Linked DNA regions of Mus musculus: all the other regions are linked to region 1. The links are chromatin contacts, called in public Hi-C, HiChIP or PLAC-seq and promoter capture Hi-C maps. All regions are on one chromosome and are shown on one strand. Each heading gives the region's core, a stretch centred on a gene start, on an enhancer-like site or on the middle of the called end of the contact. The rest is flanking DNA. Distances are from core to core; before and after follow the strand shown. Region 1 holds the start of Gpsm1 (G-protein signalling modulator 1 (AGS3-like, C. elegans)). Region 2 holds the start of Rabl6 (RAB, member RAS oncogene family-like 6). Region 3 holds the start of Cacfd1 (calcium channel flower domain containing 1). Region 4 holds the start of Rexo4 (REX4, 3'-5' exonuclease).

Region 1 (3,055 bases), core at 202-2,701:
TCAAGGGGGAACTGGGAGCAACTGACACAGCTTTGAGACCTGTGCTCTGAATGTCCACCTCCCTCTCTTACATGCGAGCACTCGCACACACATACATACACACACGCACACGCACATGCACACACACGTTGCAGTCTGCCTAGTAGACACCTCCTTCTCACAGGGGTGGCTGGCCCTGAGTTAAATGTGACCCCACAGAGCCTCTGCTCCCAGGGGACTCCAAGAAGCTGCTAGCAAACCTCTTACCCTTGCACTAGAACTTGGAGGAGGGTGTGGGGCTCAGGCATGATCTTCAACACCACACAATGGGGACACTGTCTCTGAGCTGCAGCATTAGAACACTGTATTAGAACGGGACGGCAAGGATCTGTTCGCCAGGCACCAAGCCCTCATTTTGCTCTTTGGGGGTACTAGGCAGAGCTTGGCTAGCTGATGAACCACCCCACTTGAGTAGATTTCTTCAGGGTTGACCCCTAACAGGGAGACCCCAGATATGGGGAAGGGCTAGACGAGGTGGGGGCCAGAAGCTAACTGAAGGATGCTGGGCCTTCCTTTAGGTCTGATGACAGCCCCTGCCCAGAACTCAGGCCGGTCCAGCTCAACCTGAAGCCAGAGTGAACTGACAGCTCTGGTCCACTTCTGGGATCAGCATCTCACCGGAGAACACCCTCATCCATCAAAAGGGAGTCACCAGGGAGGCATGGAGCCAGGGGCAGGACTATCCTGTCATTCCCAGTGGGCGGGCACACAGCACAGACCGCTCGATCACCTGTGAACCTGCCTGGAAGGCAAATGCCTTTGTAGGGAAGCACACACCCACTTGCCTGGCTCAGGCCCAGCTCCTTCTGGCCTAGGGCTGGGGATAGCTAGTGAAGGCAGGGCCCCATCATGACAGCCTGGGTCGTGGCCATGCTACACCAACACCGGGTCACGGCAGTGTCAGGCTTGAGAAGAGAACTCCAGATAACGAAGACTGGCATCCATGCTACTCAGGGTCCCGCAGAGCCGGGTGGTGGAGTGCCCGCCCCGTAAGCCCTTTTGGCATCAGGACAGGGTTGCAGGCAGAACCCAGTCCCAACCCCTCTACCGCGAAACTGATCTTTGGGCCCTGGGCCCCGCGCCCCCACCGCTCCCTACGCAGATCCAGGGAGGCGCGTCCCCGGCCACGTTGCGCGTCGCCGCAGCAGCCTTTGTTCTGGGCCGGCAGCCTCCCGCCCGCGTCTGCCGCTCAGGTCCCCGTTCCCATCCCGGTCCTTGAACTACCTGGAGTAGAGGCGCCTGGAGGCCGGGCCCGGGAGCTCCTCGGCCACGGGCGGGGCCGGGCTCGCCATGAGTCGGGGACGCGCCGAGCAGGAGCACCGCCCCGCTCTGCGGCCGTCCGCCTGCCGATCTGCCCGCCTGTCCGCGCGTCCGTCCGCCTGTCCGCGCGTCCGCGGGAGACGCCGAGGAAGTGATGTGCTGGGGTGCCGCCGCCCCTCCCGCCAGAGCTGTGATGTCACCGCCGCCAGGCGGAGGGAGGGTGGGGAGGGGCAGGCGCCCACCGGCCACCACTGCGGCGGTCCCGCCTACCGTGGGGTGGGCGGGGCTCTGTCTTTGAGGTCCAGTGCAAGGAGAGTCCTGCTCTAGTGTGGACAATGCTGTGTTTCCTTTTCTTTGGGGGGGAAGCCCTGCTAAGCCTGGAGTTTAGTGCTTTTTCTTACACACACACACACACACACACACACACACACACACACACACACACACGAGAGTTTGCTGTCACACACACATCCTGTTCCTTTCCTGTCACCTCTTGTGGGGTACAGGCCATGCAGATGCTCCTGGGGCTAAGGAGAAAACAGGTCTTCCTAGATGGAGTCAGGGTGGGAGGATGCTGTCCAGCCCTAGGCAAGTCTCTACCTTCCTAGGGCTTTCACCACCAGATTTCATGTTGAATTTCATCTGTGAAATGCAAGCGTTTGGAAAACATACTGGAAGAACACCAGGAGCCCACGTGGGAGGCTGGCCGTTGCTCATTCATCTGCCTACCCTCCTCTGAGTTCTCCCAGGACCCTGAGGATCTGAACCTCGGAGTGATCTTTCTTCATCCAACTTGAGTAGCCTTGGAGCCTTCACCTCAGCCAACCCCCAGCCAGCCACAGGGCACCATCTGGACAGCCAGTTCCATTGGGACTCACCCAGGTCTCTGCTCTTCTCTCCAGGCCACTCTAAATCTTCTTGAAAACGTAGCTGTGACCCTCAGTGGAACAGGAACATGTCAGGGTGCAGACTATGGCAGTGTCCTTGGCAGTTTTTCTGCACCCCTGGACCCTGGTCTGAAGAGGGACACCATGCCAAGGTCACCCCAGACAGACCCTGCAGACGCAGCCCACAGTACAGTGGCTTCAGGCGGAGAAAAATGGCAACAAAAACAAACACAAGATAAAACTGGGCTGTTGGCCCTGAGCTAGTTTGTTTTCCTAGGAAGGAGCAGGAGCGAGCAATGAGAACCATCTGTGCCTGGGGCGAGGCGCAAGCTTGCTGCTGTCCCCACACCTCCCCCTAAGACCACAGGAGCCAGGGCTTGCTCTCTCTTGGCTAAGGCAGAGTGTGTGTTATGGCTGGCCAGGCACCACCCACGTTTGCTGAAGTCTCGGGCCTGGTCCCTAGCAGACCCTGGCTCTGGAATGCAGGCGCTTCCTGGTTGCCTTCAAAGGATACAACATACACATGGAGGCTGCTATGACCCACTTGGTGTCAGACTGGGCTTAGATTCCCAGGCCTTGGTTTTAGGAGGCCCTTAGAGACATACTGCAGCAATACAAGCCCCTGCGGGCCCCCAGCTTTGCCAAGGACCAAACCAATGAGCCCCATATGTGATGTTACAGGGTTCTGTTGTTAGGCCCACAACATTCTACTGGGGACAAATTTGCTTCTTCCTTGAGTCAGGAAGAGGGCCACAGGTTGCGAGTCAGCTCTGAAGCAAGCTGTCTGAGGATTCAGTTTCTGTGTTAGAAAGACATGAACTGCCGGGCATGGTGGTGCACGCCTTTAATCCCAGCACTTGGGAGGCAGA
Region 2 (3,055 bases), core at 300-2,799, 710 kb after region 1:
CTCACTGCTGTGCCCACCTCCTCCTCCTCACTGCTGTGCCCACCTCCTCCTCCTCCTCACTGCTGTGCCCACCTCCCCCTCACTGCTGTGCCCACCTCCTCCTCCTCACTGCTGTGCCCACCTCCTCCTCCTCCTCACTGCTGTGCCCTCCTTCTCCTCCTCACTGCTGTGCCCTCCTTCTCCTCCTCACTGCTGTGCCCTCCTCCTCCTCACTGCTGTGCTTACCTCCCCCATAGCTTTAACTCTATCCAGAAGAAGATGAAGAACATGCTAGAAGAGGAAGAAGCAAGACTCAAGCAGGCCCAAAACAACATGAATAAGGGCCAGCAGCTGCTGCTGGTCATCCAGACAGGTATTGACAACCTCTACATCCGGCTCATCGGCATCACCTTGCCAACCTTCCAGGTATCAGCCCCCGGGGAGGAGATGCTGTGTACAGGGTCCCTGTGTGGGACCACAGGAAAACCAGCTGCTCCTCTGACCCACAGAAAGAAATAGCAGTCTCTAACACTCTTGATGTGTACGGCAAGCTGGATTATTGTGAGGGAAAGCTTATCTACCTGGCTGAGCGCATGCAAACGTTGTCCAGAAATGAGGAGGTAACCCTGGGCCATGGAGGGGTCCCCACAAAGCCCATGTGCTCTCCAAGATGATAATGGGTGCTGCCCTGCAGGTTGACACAAAGGTGAGGGACACCTTGGAGTCATCAACTCTAAAAGAGAAACATAATACCAGAATTACCTTTGAGGACCCAGAGGAGGACATGATAGGTGAGGCTCTACATGCCGGCCACAGGAAGATGGAGAAGGACGACAAGAACAATAGCTGCAACTAGATAGGGTCTGAACTCAAGACAAGAGATGGCATACATGGTGACTGGGCGCTGAAGGGAAAGGTTTTAATCGATAGACGTTACAGAGGTTTCTTTTTCTGAGACAAAAGGGACGTATATCATGGGATGGGCCAGAAGGGAGCCCAGACCGAACTTTTAGAAGAATTTCTGCTACAGAGGCAAGGTGGGGTGAAAGGATAAGGACAGCTAGTGTGGATAATCTTGGCAAATCCTAGTTGTCTGGCACCTGGCCTTAGGTGACTTAGGGCAGGGGTCTCCAGTCATTGATACATGTCTGAAATGAGCTCCCGGCAGGAGATGGCCTATGGCAGCAAACGCCAACAGGTAGAGGTGGGAGGCTTCTGGAAAGAGGGTGGCAGCCACTCCTTTTCTTGCCTGTTCAGAAACCTTCCAGTTTGCGGATGTGGACCATAGTTACGTCCCTTCGCGGGCGGAGATAAAGAAACAGGCCCAACAGCTGATCGAGGCGAAGCTCAAGGGAGCCAAAAAGAAGAAAAAGTAAACCTGTCTGGGCTGTAGTACAGAAATAAACATTTTTCCAGAACTACACTAGAGGAAGGAGAAACCTCGGGACTCTTGAGGACCGGGAAGCTGATCGTTGGACCAGAGGGGGTTGGTGGCGGCGAGGTGGAGATGCTAGAAAAGGGCGGGACCTAGTGCGCTCTCTGCGCATGCGGCGGCTACGTGTCCCTTTTAGCGTCCCGTAGCCGCGCCGGCGCCAAGATGGCGGCGCTGACGGGTGCCTGGCTGCCGCGCCGAGGGCCGTGGAAGCCGGAGCGGAGCCACAGAGGCTGAGGCCCCAGAACCTCGCTCGAGGCCGCGCCCGCTCCGGCCTCGGGGGAAGCCTGGGCCGGCCGGACATGGTGCGGGGTGCGCTGTGCTGCTGCCGCTGCTGAGCTCGCAGGCCAGCCCGGCTCGCACGTCCAGCAGGAACATGTTCTCCGCGTTGAAGAAGCTGGTGGGGTCGGAGCAGGCCCCAGGCCGGGACAAGAACATCCCCGCCGGGCTGCAGTCCATGAACCAGGCGCTGCAGAGGCGCTTCGCTAAGGGGGTTCAGTATAACAGTGAGTGCGGGCCGCGCCGTCGGGCAGGCCGGGGCGGCTGGCAGGGCCCGGGGCGGCCACCCAGCCTACTAGGGTCTGGAAGAATCAGAGGGTAGGGGCGGACGGGTCCCTGGGTTCTGAGTAGTGGTCGTTCCTTGAGGGACATCACCTGACAGGAGACCTCCAGAGAACAGCTGTGCGGCGACACTAGCGGAGCAGCGGTGGAGGACCCTGATTGGCGCGGGTACCCTGCGGAGAGAGACCATTACATAACCCGAGGGTGCGCGCGCGGGGCTGCGTGTGCCTGCCTCCTCTCCGCCCCCCGCGCCTGCTCTCACTTGAGGCTCCTGAAAGTCGGAGGCTCCTGAAAGTCGGTCGCCTGTGGGCCTTGAGCCTTGATTTTGTTTTTTTGTTTTTTGTTTTGTAAGGGATATGCTTTTTTTTTTTTTTTAATTTCAAGAGGCTCTTAACTCTGCATCCCTGACCCCACAAGAAGAAAAGTCCGCTCTGCCCTTCGTTATAAATTATGTATGTTGTGCAGCGAGAAGCACACGGTTCTCTTGACCTCTTTAGAGTTTTTCCATTTGCAGGTTGAACAATCAAAAGATTCTTGGGCAATGTCGTGGTCTGATATTGTTTACTTCTAAACTATTTCTATACTGCAACATTTTTGAAGCGCGTGCGCGCACACATACATGCACTGGCACATACACACAGTTCACTGTAAGCTGTGCCTCACAGGGTCAGTGATATTTAGGTAATAATGTAACATTATGAAACTTACTAGGAGGATTTTTTGTGCAAATTTAGAAGCAAACAGTGTATGTGTGTTAACTTGGAAGTTTGTATTTCTCTTGACTGAGGAAGAGAATTGAGTCAAATATTCAGTGGTTTGTGTTCTTTGGAATCTATGTTTGGATTCTTTCGTTATTTTTATATAGTATTAATTTGCAGCCCAATTCTAGAAATTAGGCCTGAACTAGGAGCTTCTTGCTTTCTAAACTTACTACCCACTGGACCCACGCCCTGGGGTTCTAAAGAGGAGGGGTCTAGAAGAGCTGAAGTCTTCCATATTTTCCAAGATGCCTTACTTAAAGGAACAAACCTGCAATATAATAAATACAGATTCGGGATTCTTGTAAGAGTCTCCACATTTTGA
Region 3 (3,055 bases), core at 234-2,733, 690 kb before region 1:
CTTCCATATAAAGGAGATGTCCCTATAATCCTTTCTTCCTCTGTCTACAGAGGTCTTTGGGACCAGAATAAATCCCTCCAATAAATAATAAGCCCCTTAGAATATCCTCCATTCCAAGAGAGGATAGCCCTATGTCAAAGTGACCGGCTAAGCCATAGCTCCTGCCAAACCCCTATTGAGTTTTTAAAGCAAATACACGATATCCTTCCCTCCTATGATATGCCAGTATTCAAAACCTTGATGTCCACCCCCCTGATCCCAATGATCAGGTTCAGGGAACAATTTAAGCTACGGCCACAGGTCTCCAGTAAGGTTTCACTGATAGCTTGGCTCGGCAGGAGGATTAGGGAGGCCTTCGGGAGTAGCACAGGTACCCACAGGAAGTATGGGACTGGGTGGGATTTCCAAAGTCAATCTAATCTAGAAATCACCTGGTCACTGACTGAATCACCATGACGGAGGGAGGATAGCCGCCTACAGGTCATGGTCAGGCCCTTCCTTGTCCCTCACCCCTTAATACCACCTTGAACTAGCTAACTGCACTGAAGAGGATTTGATCAACCTCAGCAGACTTCTTCCAGAGCTGCCTTACCAGGGCAGCACATACCTAACTCTACCCTATCCATCTGACTAGCAAGATCGTCTGGACAGATGGGGCTCCAAGGTATTCCTCCAGACAGGAAAACGGATGAGTCTTCCCCTACCCACACAGTTCCTGCTCTGGTACCAGGTAGGCAATGGATCCTCGGGCCTTCCCAGCACTCACCTGGACTTCTAGGAATTCACAATGAAAGGGACACCCAGGATTTAGCAAACACACTGTTTGGAAGGCCAGCAACATAGCTGCACTGAAGAGGCGGACCTGCCTTCCTCTTTACAAGAGCAGAGAAAGCTTGCTGGTGTGGAGGATACTAGGCCGACGAGAAGCATTAGGAGAGTGTGGACAGTAGGAACCCGAGGAGAACTCCGATCACTGCCCAGCCACCCTGAGGGGCCACTCTTCTCCTGGCACCATCTGACCCCCAAGCAAACTTCCCAGCCTGTGGAGAGCTGCCCCCCATTTATGAACAAGTTTTGTCCAAAGGCTGGGAACTTGGCAGTCCCACCCCAGCCCAGGTAAGCATCACCAGGCCGAGGCAGGGCCGGGAAGGGGCAGACGCGCGTCCTCTGTGAGTCTCATTTCCTCTGATCAGGGCCGCAACAACTGGGCAGTAAGCCATCGAGTTCCGGCGGTGGACTGCAGGCCTGAGGCCGGGAGCCATGGCAACCCCGGGGACGCCCGCTCCCTGGACCCGATACTCACACACCGCTCCTAGCACTCCCGCCAGGCGGCACAGCCAGCGGTACCACCAAGTCATGCCCTCTTCCTGTGCCGGCGGGGCTGGGCCCGCGGCCGCTCCGGCGGCGCCCGAGCCGCTCATGCTAAACGCTGCGCGCAGCCCCAGGCGCGCACAAAGAGACGTGTCCACCCGCGCGCGGCCTTGTGGGAGAGGTGGTGATTAGCATAGGGGCGGGCCCGCAGGCCATAGCCGGGGGGCGGGGGGAGGGCGGGAGGAAATGGAGTATAGCATAAGGGGCGTGTTTACAGACTGTCAGACGCCCTTTGCCACCCAGCAGGTGCGCTGGATCCGGTCTGGCCTTTCCTCTTTGCAAGATTGGAAGACGTCATCCAGAAGTGGCAAAGGCCTTGTTCAGACCTCCAAGGAACTCCGCCTTGCAGTAGAATGAGCTTTCGAGCTAGGCTTGTAATGGGCGGCAGGTTATGGGAGGAAAACTCCAGTCTGGTATCCTGTATCCTTTATTAACCACTGGGGGCTGGGACTGTTTTTCTGATCTCCACCTCCCAGTCCCAGCCCTTCTGCACCTGGAAAAGGTCACTAAAAGAGGTTCCCTAAGGCTAGCAGGCATTAGAACTTCTAAAGAGGCTAAAGTTGCATACTCCCCGGCTGTTGGAGAGAAACCTAGGACAGAGCCAGGCTGTCGTCCTGTTCCGATGTCCTAGGTGAGATGGTCCAATACTCGCCCTGGAGACTGGCATGTGCCTCCAGGAAGCCAGGGCTAAACTCCAGTTCAGCCTCGCTGCCTTCGGACTCCCAGTAGAGCACCTGCTGCCCCCAAAATGTTGTGGTCCTCAGACTGTGGATGTCCCTGATCTGTGGAGAAGCAAGTAGCCAGAACAGGCCATGAGTGATCATTATTTATAAACTCCTGGCTACTCAGAGTCATTTTTGTTTCTTAAAGGAGCCCACATGAGGGACACTCGGTTCTACCCAAGAAACTCCCCAGAACACACAACCAGGTACAAGAGCTAGGATCCTGCTCAAGACTAAGTCTGAGGTGCTCTGGTGCCTTGTAGAGCATACTGAATCGCAACCCTACCTATGCTCTTCTGAAAACAAACAAAACACCAGACACAAACACGATGCTTCCACGCTGGGTCAACAGGCAATGGACTCCCAGGGAAGGCCTTCTCTCTTCCTTCTTGTGGGTAGAGCCACAAGCATTCCCTGGTGAGTGAGTGAGTGGCAGAAACCCTCCTTCCCATTCTTTCCAATAATTTTGAAGTTTTGGATGAAAAATAAGCTAAAAGTGTTCCCTAATGCCAACACTCCCTCCCTCCTTCCTAGAGACAGCTCTCCAGAATCGTATCAAAAGATTACCCCCTTTTTGTCCCCATCCTCGTGGCCTCACCGAGACATAGTTGGCATTGGTCCCCTCAGAAGCAGTGCCCATATCACTGGCCAGGGCGCGGATGGCAATGCGGGCCTGTGGAGCCACACTGATGAAGACCCTGCAGGTCCCTGCCTTCCTCCCGTCTGGGCTCAGTGAGGGACTCACAATTTCACCCCGAGGTCCAAAGAGCTGCCTGTCACATTCTGCAGGCAAGAACAATGATAGGCTGGGTGAGGGCCACCTCAGGGAGACTACTGACACCAGGGGGTTCCCTGACTGCCTCTCCCGTCCCTCTGGTGGGCCTTTACTCTGTCCACTTCTAATAGACTAGCTTCAGGCAGTGATCTGAAAGGGGCAGGCAGTGGTGGCTCAGCAGAAGTGT
Region 4 (3,055 bases), core at 218-2,717, 650 kb before region 1:
GTCCCCCAAAACTGGCACCCTGGACTCAAATAGTATGTAACCGCAAAGAGTGTTTTATTCTGCAGAAGTCCAGCATGCTGGGGTCTCCCATTGCTAAGATAGAGAGACCATCAAGTGAGCTTGAAGGCTCGATTTAAAGCGCACTGGATTTCTGGGGTAGATGGGCTTTATCTTATTCTATCTCTAGGCATTCCAGAACCATTATCTGAGTGAGTGCTGTTGTGATCATAAAAAGAGAAAGAGCTACTAAGATCTGTTCTGGCAGGGTGTGGGGGAAGGGTGTGCCTCAGTGGGCCCATGCCTCAGCATCCCTTCCCCCTGAGAGAGCAGCCACATGACGGTATAGTATAGAATAGAGTTTATTCGGGGCATGGGGAGGGGAGTTAAGAGGGTAGTAGAGACAAAGGCAGAGAGGGGAGGGGGAGGGGGAGGGGGAGGGGGAGGGGGAGGGGGAGGAGAGGATTGGAGGCTGGCCATGAGCATATGGAGAGAGGGGGTAAGGGAATGGGGAAAGGGGGGAACAAGGGGCCAAGAGGCAAAAGCGTGAGAGAGAAAGAGAGAGGGATGAGGGGGCAAGCAGCCCCTTTTATAGGGTCAGTCCTACCTAGCTGCTACCAGGTAACTGTGTGGAGGAGCATATCTGGCTGTTGCCAGGTTTCGGTGGGGGTGGAGTCCAGACAGAATACCAACAGGTGCGAAGGCTAGAGCCTGGATTTTTTTTTTTTTTTTCTACTAGTAATCGAGTTGCTTGGACTTGCCCATACCTTAGGCCTAGTCTCTTTAACTGCCAATTTGAAGTGTGTTGCGGAATCTGCCTAGCCTTCTCTGTGCTCAGAACTTGGTCTTGGGGGGTGCCGGGGAGGGGGTGTCCTGATTGGATATTTTTCCTAACAGCCACCACCAAGTCTCCCAAACCTTCTTACGTGGTCTGTTGGCTTTGCTGCTTATCTCTAGTCAGAGAAACCCGAGGGCAAACGATTCAACTGTGACCGCCCCATCTGTATTGCACTATCAGGATCAAGAATAGATTGCTGGTCATTAACACTGCGATTAAGAATGTATATGTATACGTATATAGTCACAATTAAATTTTGCTTTATCATTAATATCGGACACTGCTGGCGTGCCTTTGCAGTCAGTAAACCAGAGACGTGGGGAAGGCTTCGGTATTCGCAGTGTGTGGTTGTGCATAGGGCAACCTACACAAGACCCGCCTCCGCCTCTTCCGTACCCCCGTGAGTGCCACACCGAGAGTAGTCCCCCAGCCTTTTCCGGTGTCCCAGAGTCTCCTCATTTGCGGCCTTCCGGGACACCAGATCTTTGTGAAGGTCTGGGCTCCCTTCCGTCAAACTCTGGGTATCCAACCGCAGCGCTGCTAGCCAGGGCTGTCAGCCCCCAGTGCTAACTAGCGGGCTAGTCGCAGAGTCCGCATACGTGCGGAACCAAAGATGCAGTCTCGGTTTCTAGCAGGTCGCGAAGAGAACAGCAACCCGGGTTCCCGCATGCGCAGTGGAGCACGCTTGCACCCTGGGAAATGTGTGCTTGCGCGGTTGCTGGAGTCGCGGTCTCTTCCCTGGTGGTTCCGACTGCGGAGAGCGGGGAGATGAAGACGAAGGCCACCGCGCCGGTGCCCCAACCTGGGCCTATCAGGAAGCTCGCTAGGAAGAAAGCCAAGAAGAAGTTCAGGAAGAGCAAAGCTCTGGCAGGAAGTGGGGTTCCGGGAAGCCACCCGGCGGCTGTGGCAGGCCGACCGCCGAAGGCCCCCGAGAACTTTTCTCAAAATTGGAAGGCGTTGCAAGAGGTGAGACCGGCGACAGGCCACCTTCATCCCGAACTTTCTGTCAGGTAGCCACAGACTCCGAAGGAGGAAGGGATGTTGCCCTCTGCTTCATTCAAATTCTTTTTCTCAATTATGAATCACTTATCTAGGTTGCCACCCTGGCAACGTCTTAAACTATGTCCCAGAACTCTGGCCCAGTGGTTCTGGAACTATTGTAGCTCAGGGTATACCCACACTAGTGGTTGTCCTCCTACATTAGGTAGCCTCCCTAGTCCTGAGCCTCTATACCTACCCCCATTCATAAATTCTTCCATACTAGTTAGATGCTTTTTTTTGTTGTTTTTGTTTTTTCGAGACAGGGTTTCTCTGTGTAGCCCTGGCCGTCCTGGAACTCACTCTGTAGACCAGGCTGGCCTCGAACTCAGAAATCTGCCTGCCTCTGCCTCCCGAGTGCTGGGATTAAAGGCGTGCGCCACCACGCCCAGCTTAGTTAGATGCTTTTACTGCCCTTGTTTCTTAGACGGGGAAATTGTGACACATAACTTACAGGGTTTGAGTTGAAAGTAGGTCACATACGGTGTAAACAGCAGAACTGGGGTGCTGAATATGCCTTCACTGTCGACTTCTAGGGAGTCTTGAGGAGTGTATGTCATGGAGCCTCAGTAAGAAAGACAATAAGGAATTTCTTGGCCTCCATAACAACACTCCACCTTGTTCCTTAGTGTGGATCTTCCAACAGGACACCCAGGAGCAGCCAAACCCTGTGGACAGTCAGGGCTGTGTATGCTGGTTCTTGTTCTTTCTCCCAAGAAAGTAAAGTGTGCAGGGAGGACATGTTTACTAAAGGAAACTTGGATTTGGCTCTGGTTTCTACAAGAATCTAAATCCTTCAGGCCTTTTAAGTATTAGGGGAGTGAATAAGTAGAAACTCACTGCAACATCTCTCAGCTGGTTGCCATCTTGTTGTGGTCTTAACTGGAGATTTGAACACAAGGAAGAAATTGGTCTCCTGGACCTCTCCTCTACATGGATCAGCCCTATCTGGTTTCACAGGACTTCTTTCTTTCCATTGAACTCCCTTCCTCCAGGTCTTCCTTAGATTCTGAGCTGTAGCCGCCTCCAGAGATAACGGAAGTGATCACTGTGTCCCACAGTGTTGACCATGGAAGTCACTAAGTGAAACTCCAAATAAAGAAGTGAAAAGCACCATTAGTGGTGATGGGAAGTGCATGGATGATAGAATAGATGTACACACAAGTTTCTTGAACCTGTGGT

What was found. Promoter capture Hi-C pulls out the DNA fragments that hold promoters and counts their contacts. A called contact is a pair of places that touch in the nucleus more often than the background predicts. HiChIP or PLAC-seq counts read pairs in DNA pulled down with a chosen protein or histone mark.
Region 2: a FOXA1 HiChIP or PLAC-seq map of pancreatic cancer cells shows a contact between it and region 1. The contact joins the promoter of Rabl6 here to the promoter of Gpsm1 in region 1. A contact is called at or near these places in 6 of 39 promoter capture datasets (cranial neural crest, frontonasal cranial neural crest, hematopoietic stem and progenitor cells and 2 more) and 3 of 115 datasets of contacts at active chromatin or transcription factors (astrocytes, large pre-B cells and pancreatic cancer cells).
Region 3: a promoter capture Hi-C map of pre-B cells shows a contact between it and region 1, with 4 times the contacts expected there. The contact joins the promoter of Cacfd1 here to the promoter of Gpsm1 in region 1. A contact is called at or near these places in 2 of 39 promoter capture datasets (hippocampal neurons and pre-B cells) and 4 of 115 datasets of contacts at active chromatin or transcription factors (bone marrow-derived dendritic cells, memory CD8 T cells, pancreatic cancer cells and 1 more).
Region 4: a Hi-C map of CD8 T cells shows a contact between it and region 1, with 2.6 times the contacts expected there. The contact joins the promoter of Rexo4 here to the promoter of Gpsm1 in region 1. A contact is called at or near these places in 1 of 484 Hi-C or Micro-C datasets (CD8 T cells), 3 of 115 datasets of contacts at active chromatin or transcription factors (large pre-B cells, microglia and pancreatic cancer cells) and 1 of 9 other capture datasets (liver).

Annotation. Positions count from the first base shown.
Region 1 is chr2:26,313,929-26,316,983 of GRCm38.p6, reverse strand. It overlaps Gpsm1 (G-protein signalling modulator 1 (AGS3-like, C. elegans)), which reads right to left and starts at 1,451. Exons shown (of 14, transcript NM_153410.5): 1 at 1,264-1,451. The coding sequence starts at 1,331. It overlaps Gm52505 (a long non-coding RNA gene), which reads left to right. Exons shown (of 2, transcript XR_003953775.1): 2 at 558-1,635.
Region 2 is chr2:25,606,975-25,610,029 of GRCm38.p6, reverse strand. Rabl6 (RAB, member RAS oncogene family-like 6) reads left to right here and starts at 1,549. Exons shown (of 15, transcript NM_001024616.2): 1 at 1,549-1,917. The coding sequence starts at 1,788. It overlaps Ccdc183 (coiled-coil domain containing 183), which reads left to right. Exons shown (of 14, transcript NM_029859.1): 11 at 237-405; 12 at 489-599; 13 at 674-770; 14 at 1,237-1,401. The coding sequence ends at 1,355. Fcnaos (a long non-coding RNA gene) reads right to left here and starts at 700. Exons shown (of 8, transcript XR_003954003.1): 1 at 561-700.
Region 3 is chr2:27,008,354-27,011,408 of GRCm38.p6, reverse strand. Cacfd1 (calcium channel flower domain containing 1) reads right to left here and starts at 1,483. Exons shown (of 6, transcript NM_029862.4): 1 at 1,304-1,483. The coding sequence starts at 1,421. Adamts13 (a disintegrin-like and metallopeptidase (reprolysin type) with thrombospondin type 1 motif, 13) reads right to left here. Exons shown (of 29, transcript NM_001001322.2): 28 at 2,692-2,876; 29 at 1,784-2,153. The coding sequence ends at 1,962.
Region 4 is chr2:26,962,798-26,965,852 of GRCm38.p6, reverse strand. Rexo4 (REX4, 3'-5' exonuclease) reads left to right here and starts at 1,467. Exons shown (of 8, transcript NM_207234.2): 1 at 1,467-1,801. The coding sequence starts at 1,535.